Linked DNA regions of Canis lupus: region 2 is linked to region 1. A link is a contact called in public Hi-C data. All regions are on one chromosome and are shown on one strand. The core of a region is the stretch at or near the end of the contact, and the rest is flanking DNA. Distances in the headings are between cores, read along the strand shown.

Evidence for each region. A called contact is a pair of places that touch in the nucleus more often than the background predicts.
Region 2: a contact with region 1 is called in a Hi-C map of blood, with 2.9 times the contacts expected there. The contact joins two enhancer-like sites. A contact is called at or near these places in 4 of 9 Hi-C or Micro-C datasets (amygdala, blood and liver).

Annotation. Positions count from the first base shown.
Region 1 is chr28:25,585,238-25,591,519 of UU_Cfam_GSD_1.0, reverse strand. ABLIM1 (actin-binding LIM protein 1) reads left to right here. Exons shown (of 26, transcript XM_038578864.1): 12 at 625-780; 13 at 4,487-4,522. Among named protein-coding and RNA genes, the nearest start is that of AFAP1L2, 96 kb to the right of the region's middle. Within about 2 kb of position 2,104, at least 6 of the 20 cell types and tissues checked have an H3K27ac peak or open chromatin away from gene starts, as enhancers often do. A contact at or near this core is called in blood, where this site is marked.
Region 2 is chr28:25,647,403-25,654,539 of UU_Cfam_GSD_1.0, reverse strand. ABLIM1 (actin-binding LIM protein 1) reads left to right here. Exons shown (of 26, transcript XM_038578864.1): 6 at 2,730-2,856; 7 at 4,023-4,116. Among named protein-coding and RNA genes, the nearest start is that of AFAP1L2, 160 kb to the right of the region's middle. Within about 2 kb of position 5,174, at least 8 of the 20 cell types and tissues checked have an H3K27ac peak or open chromatin away from gene starts, as enhancers often do. A contact at or near this core is called in blood, where this site is marked.

The sequences.
Region 1 (6,282 bases), core at 855-3,354:
AACAACTTCTATTTATGTTATGAGCTCCAGTTTTCATTTTTGAAGGTCAACCCTCTCAATCATGTTTTCCTTCGGGTAATTAAATTTATATACAAATGTGACCAGCAACATCAATGACCCATAAAGTGCAGTAATACCGTGCAGGACTTTAAAAATTGCCACAGCCAACTTGGATATACATACTTGGGGATTAATTATACATTTCATAATGCTGATACTGAGTATTTTTAAATTATGCCACAAAGATATTTAAATATTTGGTTTATCAAATATGCAGTTCTTGTTTTTAGCCATCTGGGAAAATTTTTTGACCATCTGTTTGAGCTTCTCCATCTCTGTAATACATTTGGGGAAATTATCTTGAAGGTTTATAGGCTTTTCTACTTAGTTTATTCTACACAGACTTTTTCCTAAGATTTTGATGACTATTTTTTTTAAAACCATGATAATAAATAGGCAACTTTCTAAAGCAAAACGTTTTTGGTTTTAAAACTAAGCAGAATGTTTTGATTTGGGTTTATTTTTAAGGTCTTCACCTTTCAAGCCAGACATGAAATGTACTAACAATAGTTCCCAAAAGAAATGAGACCAAGAGTAATTTTGCTTTCTGTTTAACTTTGCCAGGCAAAAGTGGACAATGAAATCCTGGATTATAAGGATTTAGCAGCCATTCCCAAGGTCAAGGCAATTTATGATATTGAACGTCCGGATCTTATTACCTATGAGCCTTTCTACACTTCGGGCTATGATGACAAACAGGAGAGGCAGAGCCTGGGAGAGGTAATAAATTCTAGAAGCTGTGAGTTATATAACAGCTTTGCTTTTGTCATGTGTATGAGGACGACTGAGGGGAATCAAAATAAGTCACAGGGTCCCTTTGATTGCCTGCTCTTTGCAGGTCTCTGTACCAGGTGTTTCAAGGTACTCAGAAGCCTATCACACCATCCCCCTGGCGTCAGGAGGTTACAGAGAGGCCGAAGGACAGACCAGCCAGAGGAAACAACAGGAAAGGATGAATGAGCGCTAGTACCAGACTGGGATAGCAGAGCAGATAGACTGGGAAGGAAGTCAGAGCTCTCAGGGGAGATTCTGTGAGGGGGGACAGAGGGTGTAAGAGAGGGAGAGTCTTTTTGAGGGGGTTAGGGGGGGTCCTTGGTCTGGGGACAGGCCAAAGTATAGTCATGGGGATCATGAGGAAAGAGAACAATACATCCTAAATCACGACACCTGCAGTTTGCAGCATCTTATTTTTTTTTTAAGATTTTATTTATTTATTCATGAGAGTGTGTAATGCAGAGAAAAAGAGAGACAGAGACACAGGCAGAGGGAGAAGCAGGCTCCTTGCAGGGAGCCCCATGTGGGACTCGATCCCAGGACTCCAGGATCACACCCTGGGCTGAAGGTGGCACTAAACCGCTGAGCCACCCAGGCTGCCCTGCAGTTTGCAGCATCTTATGATAGAATGTGCAGGAACAGAAACAGCAGAGAGCTCAAGACCCCAGTATGGCACAGCGATGTGAGCCAGGGTTCTGGAATCAAATTATCCGGGCTCCACCTGGGACTCCACATGCTGCTTGTACAACCATGGCCATGCGGCAGCCATTCTGACCCTGGTTTCTTCATCTGAAAAACAGGATGACAAAATGTACCTCATAGGACGTTAGTGAGGATTAAATAAACTATCTATTAAAGGTTAATATCTATATAATATCTAGATCATGTACTATCTGTTAAAACTGACCTATATAAACTAATCTATTAAAGCAATTAGCAGAGAGACCCATGGCAAATGTTCGGCAAATGACAGCTGCTACGGGGGTCGTTACCTGTCCTCTTGGGGCTGATTTATGCTCTCCCAACATTAATGGTCCAGGGACTGGAGCACAGACTCTCAGCTCCTTAGGCTCCTCCCCATCCCTTCCCAGGATTTGGAGTTCCCAGCCCGGGTAGCGTGGACTCCGGTCTGTTCAACTCACTCTTAACTTTTTTCCCTTTTATTTTTAAAACTGGAATCCTCAGTGGACTGGCTTGAGTGCGGTCATGGAGATGTTACCCAAGTATTGGACTGAAATTAGGTGTTCAATCCAAGGTTAAGACAGACTGTAAACTACCTAACATCCCCACAGTGCTTGGAGGTCTTAGATGAAGAAAAGCCATGAAAACCATGGTGATTCTGTGTAATTCGCTCTCCATAGAGCCTCCTTTTATTTACTTATTTTTCAGTTTGGGTTTTATTCCAGAGCATAGCTCTGGGTTGAACCGGCCCACTGGTCAGGAAGGGACATTCATTTTCATGTAGTGCCCCCTCGTGGTCACAGGGATGTAACTGCATCTGCAGCTGCTCAAATGCAGGTTGATCCGGCCTGGGCTGTCCAGTGGCCCTTGGACCCTAGAGAGTTGCACAGGGAGTAAAAGAAAAAGGACAGTTCCTGAACAGGGTGCACAGGGCCTTGTCCTGGAGCAAGTGGATGAGAATTTTCTGATATTCAAGTCACACAAACAAGGTGGGGAGATGAGCTGTTTGATGTGTCTATTTTCCCAGTGGCTGTTTTGAGCAGTAAAACATCAAGCACTCAACAGTTTGGGCTTTGAAGTGAACATTTCAGGATTTGGAGTCAGACTCCTATTTACTAACCATACAACTCTGGGAAAAAATATGTATTTCAATCTCCTTATCTGTTAACTCAAGATGGTAATATCTACCCCAGAGGTTTTCTGTGAGGATTAAGCGAAATACTTAGATTAGAACAGCACATGGCACGTAAATGCTCAACAAAAATGCTGGCTGCTCTCATAGTCGGCATCATTTCTGTCCTAACCTGGAATGATGACCTGTGGGTTTCTCTGAGAAATCTCACAGAATCTCGATGGGAAAATGATCCCTCAGATCAGAAACCAGACAGATTTGTGATCTCTTCCCCAACACACAAGTCTTGCAGCTTAGAAATCTTTACATGCCCTTTGGTTATTTATCCCTTTACTTATTAACATTTTTCCAAAGAATCCATAGATTGCCAATTTAGAAACAGTGGAGGGATAAACTTAACATGCTGTGTAGCCATACGTGCCTTCAGAAAGCATGAGTAGGGGACACCTAAGTGGCTCAGGGGTTGAGCGTCTGCCTTTGGCTCAGGTCATAATCCTGGGGTCCCAGGATGGAGTCCCACATCCAGCTCCCCACGGGGAGCCTGCTTCTCCCTCTGCCTGTATCTCTGCCTCTCTCTGTGTCACTCATGAGTGAATGAATGGAATCTTTAAAAAAAAGAAAGAAAGCATTAAAGCATTAGTAGGGCAGATTCAGAGGCCTGCTGTCAGCAGGCTCAGGCCTGGCTCCTACCTCAAGGAGCCTGTCTTCACCCGGCTAACAACACCCCCCAGAGATAGGTTATACCTGTAGCTGAGACCATGGGGCTTGAGGAATCCACAGCACAGAGAGGAATCCGCCAGAGAGCCTGGCGGCGGCTTCTTGTGACCTTAGGATAAGGGCAAACTGTGACACTGAGAAATCCATCACTGGCCATGTTCTTCATTTCATTTTGCATTTCATTTCTATTTTAATGCTTTTTGCATTTTAATTGCAAACATTTCATTCATTCATTTAGGAAATATTTTTTGAGCACGTAAGCTGTGCCAGAAGCTGGGACTACTTAGTTGTAAAGGAGCAGAGTTCTTGCCCTCACGGAGCTTACAGTGGAAGGTGGGAGAGAGACAATAAAAAGATATATGATGCACTTTTCCCTGGTATAGCACTAGAGTAAAAATGAAGCAGAAGAAGGAGAAAGCATGTGGGGCTGGGTTGCCCCTTCAAATAGGAGGCTCACAGAAGGCACAGGTGTGATACCTGGGTAGAGAGCTCACTGAGGAAGATGAGGAAGCCCAGCAGGTGTCTGAGTGAAAAGCACTGTGGGCAGAGAGCACAGCAAATGCAAAGGCCCTGTGGTGAGAGAGGGTTTGATCTGTTCATTGCCCCCTGAGGAAGCCTTTGTGCCTGGAAGGACGAGAGCCAGAAGGTGAATGGTAGTGTTGTTGGCAAGCCACCAGGGCGGGATGCCACAGACCTGGTCATCACCGGCCTATGTCAGTCAACAGGCGATTTTATGTGATTGCTGTGATTATAATTTAGTCAACAACCATGTTTACAAAACTCTGTGTTTGGGTAGACACTGTGACTCATAGTAGTAAACCGAGCATAGCTTGAGCACAGATGAAAAAATAGTTCCAATTTGTCTAACTTAAGCATCTAAAGTATAACAACGTATTTATCAAAACTCACGGTTCTCAGGCAGGGACATACGCCGGTCTCCCAGGAGTATAGTTGTGTTCCTGTCTGAGCCCCACTCTCAGCTTACTGAATCAGAAGACAGGGATGGGCAAGGGCAGCGCGCATGTGTATGTGGCACACTGTTTCCAGGTGATTCTGATAAATAATTAAACTGATAATGAATCAGGAAGCGCTGTGACTTTCAATTCTCTTTTATTCTTCTAGTCTCCAAGGACTTTGTCTCCTACTCCATCAGCAGAGGTAAGTGCCATTCTTGAACATTATAACGGGTGGAATTTGAGAGTTACTTGGACTTTTCCTAGACTGGAATTTTTATTTTTATTTTTATTTTTATTTTTATTTTTATTTTTATTTTTATTTTTATTTATTTATTTATTTATTTATTTATTTATTTATTTATTTATTTATTTATGATAGTCACACAGAGAAAGAGAGAGAGAGGAAGAGACATAGGCAGAGGGAGAAGCAGGCTCCATGCACCAGGAGCCCGACGTGGGATTCGATCCTGGGTCTCCAGGATCGCGCCCTGGGCCAAAGGCAGGCGCTAAACCACTGTGCCACCCAGGGATCCCTAGACTGGAATTTTTAAAGAAGGATATTTAACAAAACAACAACAACAAAAAACTTTGTGCAAAATTATAATGAATGTTAGATTCCCTACATGTGAGATGTGACTCTCGGACACAGCAGTCAATGTTTTTTCAAATGAGATTGGGGGCTGGTGAGTAGAAACAGCCATACCTGAGCCTTTGCCTCCAAGTGCCAGGTGAGGGTTTGTAGGGAGTGAGGCCACCTGTCCCGATTAGGGGTTCTCTCCCCTCATTCATATTGAATTGATCTGAATCCTAACATAGTGGATTATCTGAAGTGGCCTACGGGGGTCAGAGAGTGTTCTGTAAGCAGAGCCATCTTCTGGGGAGGCCACTCCTTTTAATCCAAAACCAATAGTCTTGTCCTCCTTCTCAGGGTAAAGAAATCTCACAATGACTTTTATCCAGTCCATGAGGCCGTCTCTTCCTTTGGGAATAACTCCTATGTGTCCGGATCACTCGGAGCCGTCAGTGATTGTTCCATAGTCAGCCATGGGTCCCATGTCAATCCATACCCACTCTTCCACTCTGAAGGACTCAAAACCAAAGACACACCCCCCAGATTAGTTACTCTCACAATCCATTTTAATAAAGGCTCTTCAGGAAGCTGATACCGATCTAGAAAATCAACAACTCCTTCACACTATCTCCTCCTGGAGTCACTAGTTTCTTGCTTTAGCTTTACCCCCACACTGACTGCCTGCATGGTGACCAGAGGCCTTAGAAGCACTTTCCATTGCCCCTCCTTACTTTTTCCCTGAAAGGGAGTGGGTGGCTTTGGGACCAGTGGCCTAAGCTCAGGCTGACCCAAATCTGAGTGTGGGCCAGCAGCAAGGCCTGACCTAGCACTTCCTTTCATTTTTGCTACTTCAGATAACAATAACCAGGGGGTTTGTATGTTTAGCATGCTTCTCACTTTTTTGCATTTCCTTATGTATTCAGTGAGTGAACTGCTCAGATGTTAGGTCTAAAAATAATAAATGATCATAATAATAATAACCCCCATCTAAAAAATAATAATATAAAATAAGAGGCACCCGGGTGGTGGCTCAGTCCGTTAAGCATCAGACTCTAGGTTTTGACTCAAATCATGATCTCACAGTTGTGAGATCGAGCCCCACGTCAGGCTCTGTGTTCGGTGCAGATTCAGTGCGGATTCTCTCTCCTCCCCTCCTGAGCGCTCTCTCTCTCTCTCTCTCTCTCTCTCAGTAGTAAATAAATAAAAATAAAATCTTAAAAAAAAACTAAAATGAATAAAAAAATAAAATCAATAAGTCTTATTAAAGGCAAGTCTTGCTTAAGGAAGATATTTAACAAAACAACAACAACTTTAAGCAACTTAAGCAACTTTCTGGATGCTCTAAATAAAACTGGATTGATCTTAGATAACCATCATAATTTAACATGGTA
Region 2 (7,137 bases), core at 3,925-6,424, 60 kb before region 1:
GCCCAACTGTCTTCAGTTTCTAAAATTGAAAGCCATCCCTCAAATTTATTTTCTGACTTCAAGAATCTACCAGCCAGAATCTTCCTTATTATTTTAAATCTTTACTGCCACCTCGTGGCTTGACCTAATCAGAAGAATGAAAAACAAATTCAGTTCAAACTGGATTAAGAACTGTCAATTCATCTTAAACTCATCCAGTGCTCGTAACCTTTAAATATTGTATTTGTGAGCAAATGTCAAGGCCTTCCATTCTTATCCTTATAGTTAACTACCAGATGTGAGATCCACTTTATAAGATTTTTGTTGAGATGCTGAGAAATGTTAACTCCAGCTTAAAAAAGAATAATCATGCTTTGTGATCATATAAGCCCCGCTCAGCTAATAGTGGGCAATACTTACAGAAGTTCTAACCTGCAATAATCTAGAACTTGTCTAGCAATTATATTTTAACCTTAGAAATATTTATTCAATTTTTTCTTTTTTTGACATTCTCATGGTAACAACAACAAAAAATCCAAGCAACAGAGGATGTGAAGTGAAAAGTCCTTCACAGAAGAAAATATCTTAGGAGTTTCAATTATTTTTTCAAGAAGTCTTTTATTCCATATACGAGCATGTGTACAAACACATCTATACCCTTTACTCAATTTTTATAAATGAGCTTCTGCTATGCATACTATTCCACAGGTTGCTTTTTTTTTTTTTTTTTAACTTAACCTATCTTGGATATCTTTCCATGTCAGCACACAAATTGACCTTGTTCTTTTCAACAGTACACAGTATTCCACTACTGACTATACCATAAGTAATTTAACTAGCTTCTCATTAATTCCACATAGGCTATTTTCAGTTTTGTTGTTACAAAAGTACGGCAGGAAATAAATTCATTTTCTTCAGGGAATACGTACATGGACACATAGCACATACACACACTTTTGCTAATTTATTTGTAGACTAAAAATCTTAGCTATGAAGTTGCTAGATGTAAAGGTGCATTAATACCCACTGACCAGGGACACCTGGGTGGCTCAACAGTTGAGCGTCTGCTTTTGGGTCAGGATGTGATCCCGGGTCCTGGGATCGAGTCCCACATGGGGCTCTGGACAGGGAGCCTGCTTCTCCCTCTGCCTGTGTCTCTGCCTCTCTCTGTGTGTCTCTCATGAATAAATAAATAAAATCTTTTAAAAAAATATGCACTGACCAAAGATCACTGGAAACACACCAGTAGTCAAACAGAAGGGCAGGAGGACAATCAAGTGAACTTAAACTGTAGCAAGGGAGAAGACCAGGGGAGTCAGGAGCATCTGTGGGGGAACTGAGGGGATAGAGGTCTTACTGGCTGGTATTAAGGAGTCAAGGCAGCAGGAGCAGTTATGGACTAGGTACTGTCAAGATGCAGGAGCAGGTCAGTGATTGGGCATCTCAGTTTTTCCAGGAGGAGAGAGAGTTAAAGTCGAGCTAGGGATGCCTGGGTGGCTCAGTGATTGAGCGTCTGCCTTTGGCTCTGGGCATAATCCTGGGTCCTGAGGACCAAGTCCTACATCAGGATCCCCCTGAGGAGCCTGCTTCTCCCTCTCCCTATGTCTCTGCCTCTCTCTGTGTGTCTCATGAATAAATAGCCTTAAAAAAAATTTTTTGGTCTAGGACTGTCACTGGTAAAGGAGCAGCAGTCACACATGCAGTCGGAAGGGGGAGGTGTTTCATCATTTTGCACAGCCAGTGGCCCCGTCCCGGCATTGCTTTATTCCATGAGTGTTTCTTACAATCAACAGGGGACATGATGGCCAACCTCCCGGCGATGCTGTGTTTCATTTGCTCAGCCACATTGATTTTAAATGTCTGTGGAAGTTTATGTTGCTTTCAAAAAGGTTGCATCAATTTACATTCTTCTGAGTTCTTTTAAATATTTAACTTCCCTAACAATGGAGTATTTAGTAATCATAATAGTGACAGTTATAATAGGAAACATTTATAGGGCTGCTTCCCATGTGCCGGCCCCAGTGCTAATAACCATTATTTCATTGAATCCTCTTTGGAGGCTTGAGACAGTCACTAAGAACTTCCCAGCTTCCATGTGAGGAAACCAAGGCTTCAAAGAGGGGGAGACGGGACCTGGGTCACATGACGGGCCAACAAGTTGTTGAGCCCACTCCCTTTACCTCAAAGAAGCCAGCCCTGTGTCCTTTGTCTATGTCACAGGAGGCTGCCATGGAGGATTTAAAGCTAAGGGATTAAGGGCTATTAAACTGATGGTCACAACTCTTCAGAAGTCTGGTTTAGGATGATAAGGAGGTAGAGTCCTGTGTAGTAAAATGAGATTCATAGGCAGCTTTCCAGGAATCACATCTATATTGTTAAGTGAGGCATCCAGCATGAGGTACTTAGCGACTCACACGTGCCCTCAATTAATAAAGGCATATGAGAGCTTTCTGGAAATCCCAGCCAAGACAACGTAATTAAATATTCTCTGGGCCAGCTGGAGCTCAGAGGGTATTTAACCCCCAAGGAAATAAACGGATGAAGGACATCCATGCCCTTGGATCCACTGAGGTTCACGACGTTTCCATGCTGTGTGAGGATACGAAAGACTTGGCGCAGGGAGGGAGAGTGGAATGACACGGTGCTTAAGTAGATATTTGTTGAGTGTGGGATGGGCGCACACTGGGACCTGCATGCTTGGATTTAGCAAAACAAATGTGGGGTAACTGCTGGCCTCTGCTCTTTTCTAGATTGTGCTGGCTGTGGAAGAGATATCAAGAATGGGCAGGCCCTGCTGGCCCTGGAAAAGCAGTGGCACTTGGGGTGCTTTAAATGCAAGTCCTGTGGGAAGGTTCTCACCGGAGAGTACATCAGCAAGTAAGGCTGGAGGCAAGGCCCAGGGGTCCAGTGGGCCCTGCTCTCGGGAAGGGGACTTGAATGTATTTGTAGACACTCCCCCACCCTAAAAAACCACATAGGGTCTAAACCCTGAGCCCATGAGGACCAATGTACAAAAAACACCCACCCAGGGAGGGGGCTCATATTAGAATCAGATGCTTGTGTGGATAATATCCAAAGTGGAGTGTTGTATTGTTCCGGTTTTTTTTTTTTTTTTTTTTTAATGTAGCTTAAAGAAAGTAGTTACAGTGGTTACCTTTAAAGAAAAAAAGGAATGAATATGGGGGTACAGTGGCAATGAGGGAAAATTTTCCCCTATAAAACTTTCTATGCTATATTAGCTACTCAAAAAAAAAAAAATAAAGTGAATTTAATAATAATTTAAGAATAGAGTGAAACAAAAAAAATAGCATGGGCCCCATCCCCTAGAAATCTAGGTCGGCATGTCAGGGAGAAGCCAAAACACCTATATCAGAAGGAAGACACATCACAGGTGATTTCTTGATGCACAACTAAAGTAAGAAGGAGGGAGGAAATGCTCAGCTCTTAAAGTAACCCGGAAGGCTGTGTACAGTGGTGCTTTTTTGACTTTTCCACTTAATGGCACACATAGAAAACATTTTTACTGTGCTCTGAGGTAAATTAAGGAGGTCTTGAGAGGCTGGATGAGACGGCCCTGCACCCCTCGGGCCTCCTGAGGGCTGAAGACATGGCGTCTCAGCGCTGCCGGGAGGTGCTGGCATGTGAGCTCAAGGAGGCGATGAGGGGAAGGTGGCCCTGGGGCCTCCTCAGAGGAGGGTGAACCCTGACACCACATCTGACGCCCATCTGGCCTGGTGAGGAAGGGGAATGGTGCCAGCACTTTTGCTAGTTAGTTCTGAGACAACAGGGAAGCAGCAGTGCTAATCGTATGGTGATTCGGCTGTAATTTCTGCATAGCCCAGAGAAACAGCCCTCCGTCCACATCGTCTGGTTTCCTGCATTGGGATCATGTCTGACCAGATCTCCAGGCCTGTGAAGGCTGGGTGGGGGAGAAATATGGTCTGCTACCATTCCGTGGAGAAGGGCTCAGAGAATTATGGTCCTGGTGTCTTCCCTGCCCCCTTGACCCCCTCTCAGGAGCTGAACACCCTTCTGTGTTGCAGGGATGGCGCTCCGTACTGTGAAAAGGACTACCAGGGGCTCTTTGGGGTGAAATGCGAAGCCTGTCACCAGTTTATCACAGGGAAAGTCCTGGAGGTAAGTGACAGCCAGGCTCCCGTTAAAGCTACCATCATTTTCCTCAGACTCTTCAAAAACACAAAAGAGGCTCTTGTTCCATTTTTTTTTTTTTTTCATCTTCACCTCTGGAGGAAAGAAAGTATTTGTCGAGATTTTACGCGTCGGATTGTCTTCACAGGCAGTTTCTACTAAATGTTCATGCGACATTGGAATGATGGGGAGTTTATCAAAAGTGATAGAGGGACTAGGAGGAATTATGGAGAAGGAAGGGTTTTATGAGACTACTTTTAGTTTTAGAAGTCAGAAAATAGGAAACGGAGAGCGTATTAGAGCCAATGTGTGCCTGTGTGTGTGTCTGTGCATCAGTGTGTGACCTGTACACGCATGCACATGTACCTGTGTGGGAGCAGGTGTCTGTGCGTGTGCATGTGCGCTCTTGCATGTATGTGTGTGCTTGTGAGAGTCTACAGACTCGGAGCAGGGGCAAAGTACTGAAGCAAAGGAAGGGTGGGTGAAAGGTGAAGGCATACACTTCCCCACCCTTAAAAAAACCACATCCTGTGTGACCCAGAACGCCCTGTGGCTTGGGCTGAGCTCAAACCTGTCAGGTTCAGGTGTGAATGTCTCAAGCCACAGAGCCTGGTTCCTGCTTTCTCAGCAGTGCCTCACCCCCGCACCTCACCCCCACCAACTGCTGCCTCTGGGCTGAGCAGAGCCCCCTCTTGGACCAGAGCCCAAACTGTGGATTTAGGGGCCAGAGTTCAGAGGGAGTCACTGCCCCACTTCTCCCTGGCCTGTGGGGCATTAGTTAACAAGATCTGATTTAACAAAAACAACAAAAAATTTTAAACAAAAGAGATTACCTCATATCTGTCCCATGTTTCAGGGTGGAGAATGTGTTCTGGGCAGAGGTAAGTCAGGATGCCTAGCAGCTGGGAAGGCGACCAACTGGTCCTACAGCTTTGACAGACGGGGCACCAAATCCACATAACCATATTCAAACCTCCCAGCAGGGTGTGTTTCAGAGACACTGCACATAAATCTGAGAGGCCCCCCTGTGTCTATGGGCAGCGTCTGTGGGGTTATGCAGTGAGGTCTAGCATAGCTTTCCTAATCCCACGGCAAGCTCTGGGGTGCCTTTCTTTCCAGGAAACACAGAAGGGCCAGTGTTGGCTCTGTGCTAGGACCTAGTGTAGCTAATTAGATTTGGGAGATAAGGAAGTGACTGTTTCAGGCAGTTGTCTTTTACCCAGGGGAAGGCGGTTCCAAAAAGGAGCAGCCCCCACAGAGGCCCAGAAGTGAGGACAAGCACAGCACAAACAAAAAAAGTCAGATGGACAGGAGGGCAGGTGTGAGAGATGATGCTAAGGGAGTGGGGAGGGCTCAGAGCATGAGGACTTCGAGAGTCATAGTCAGGACTTTGGTCTTTATCCTAAGAATGGTGGGAAGCCATTGAAGTGATTGCAGTTGGAGCTGAATGTGACTGGATCACACTGCTGTGTCAGGAATGCACGGGGGACCTGAGTGGCTCAGTCATTAAGCATCTGACTCTTGGTTTCAGCTCAGGTACATATGGTTTGCTTCCATTTAGATGAAATATCCAGAAGAGATAAACCCATAGAGACAGAAAGCAGACTGGTGGTTGCCTGGGTGTTGGGGGGTAGGGGGTGGGATAAGAATAACCATTGAGACCCAGCTGGAGTGATGACATGTTTTAGAACAAGATAGAGGTAATAAATGCACAACATTGTGACTATCCTAGATGCCACAGGGTTATTCACATTTAAATGGTCAATTTTATGGCATGTGAATTTTACCTCAAATTAAAAAAAAAAATGTTTGGAAAGGGGGTGAGGGTAGAGACAGGAGACGACTGCAGAACTCAGTGCATAGAACTTTGAAAGTACTGATGCAAGGGAGACCCACCCTCCACACATAGTTGGGTGGGAGGAGAAGTTTTCATGGTCTTTCCAGTGGTTTTAATAGTTGGCCCAAGTGTGGTCAAATGCTGGGTTTTTGGCCCTCGGTGAAGCACCTCTGTAGGAAAGCTATTGGAGAAGATGGTTGTGTGCTATCCAGAGTCCAGCATGAAGTCCAGGTGGTCAGATCCCAAGACTCAAAGTGCAGTGGTAGGTGCCCCCAACCACTTGTCCCCTGAACATCTCTCATCCTTCTCCAGAGCTCTGAGTAGGGCCCCATAGCATTTCCTTTGGAGTCCCAAATTTGATCTGTGTAAGACAGAAATAAACCCATTGAGTTGGGAGCAATCGGGAAATTGCATTTTAAAACAGTAATAAAATATCAGAACCATCTCCCAGATGTTTGGCTGTAGGAAAAACAGTGGGAAGACACCGAGCGTAGTCCTCAGATTTGAGCCAGCCACGTTTACAGTAGATGCGGGCCAAAACAGCTGTCTCAGTCCACGTATGGAAATGTTCCCCAAAAAGAGTTGGGGAGGTAGGTAGGCAGGGGGCTGCTGTAGATTACTTCAGATTTAGTTCAGCCACCATGAGAAGGATTGAGAAAAATACACTAGGTCCAAGAACATGGCACTTTGAAGAAACATCTGCTTATTCCCGTTCCCTCCCCCTGAAGGGGGTGTTCACTGTAGCTGCAGGAGCTTCTCACCAGACTGGCTTCCAATTTCAGCGAGGGCCATCTGTCTGTAAGGTGGAAGTCCATGGAAGCTTTCCACACAGCGCCTGGGGCCTCATAGTAGAGTCAAGACCCACCCAGCAGGCATGCCGACCTCCCCAGAAGGGTGTGATCTAGAAAAATGTCCTGCCTGTGTAGCACACTGACACGTGACCCTTTCTGAGTCAGCTTGGCTTGGGTACCAATATAAAACAGGATGGATCTCAAGACTGCCCTCCTCCCATGACTTCATTCTCAGACCCTATCATTGAAACATTATGATTGTAATTTATAAAGGCTGTGATCCTTGCCTTTTGGGATTTTTTTCCCCCTTCTATTTAAAATATGTGGTCAAATGCACATAACATGAAATTTACCATCTTAATCATCTTTAAGTGTACAGTT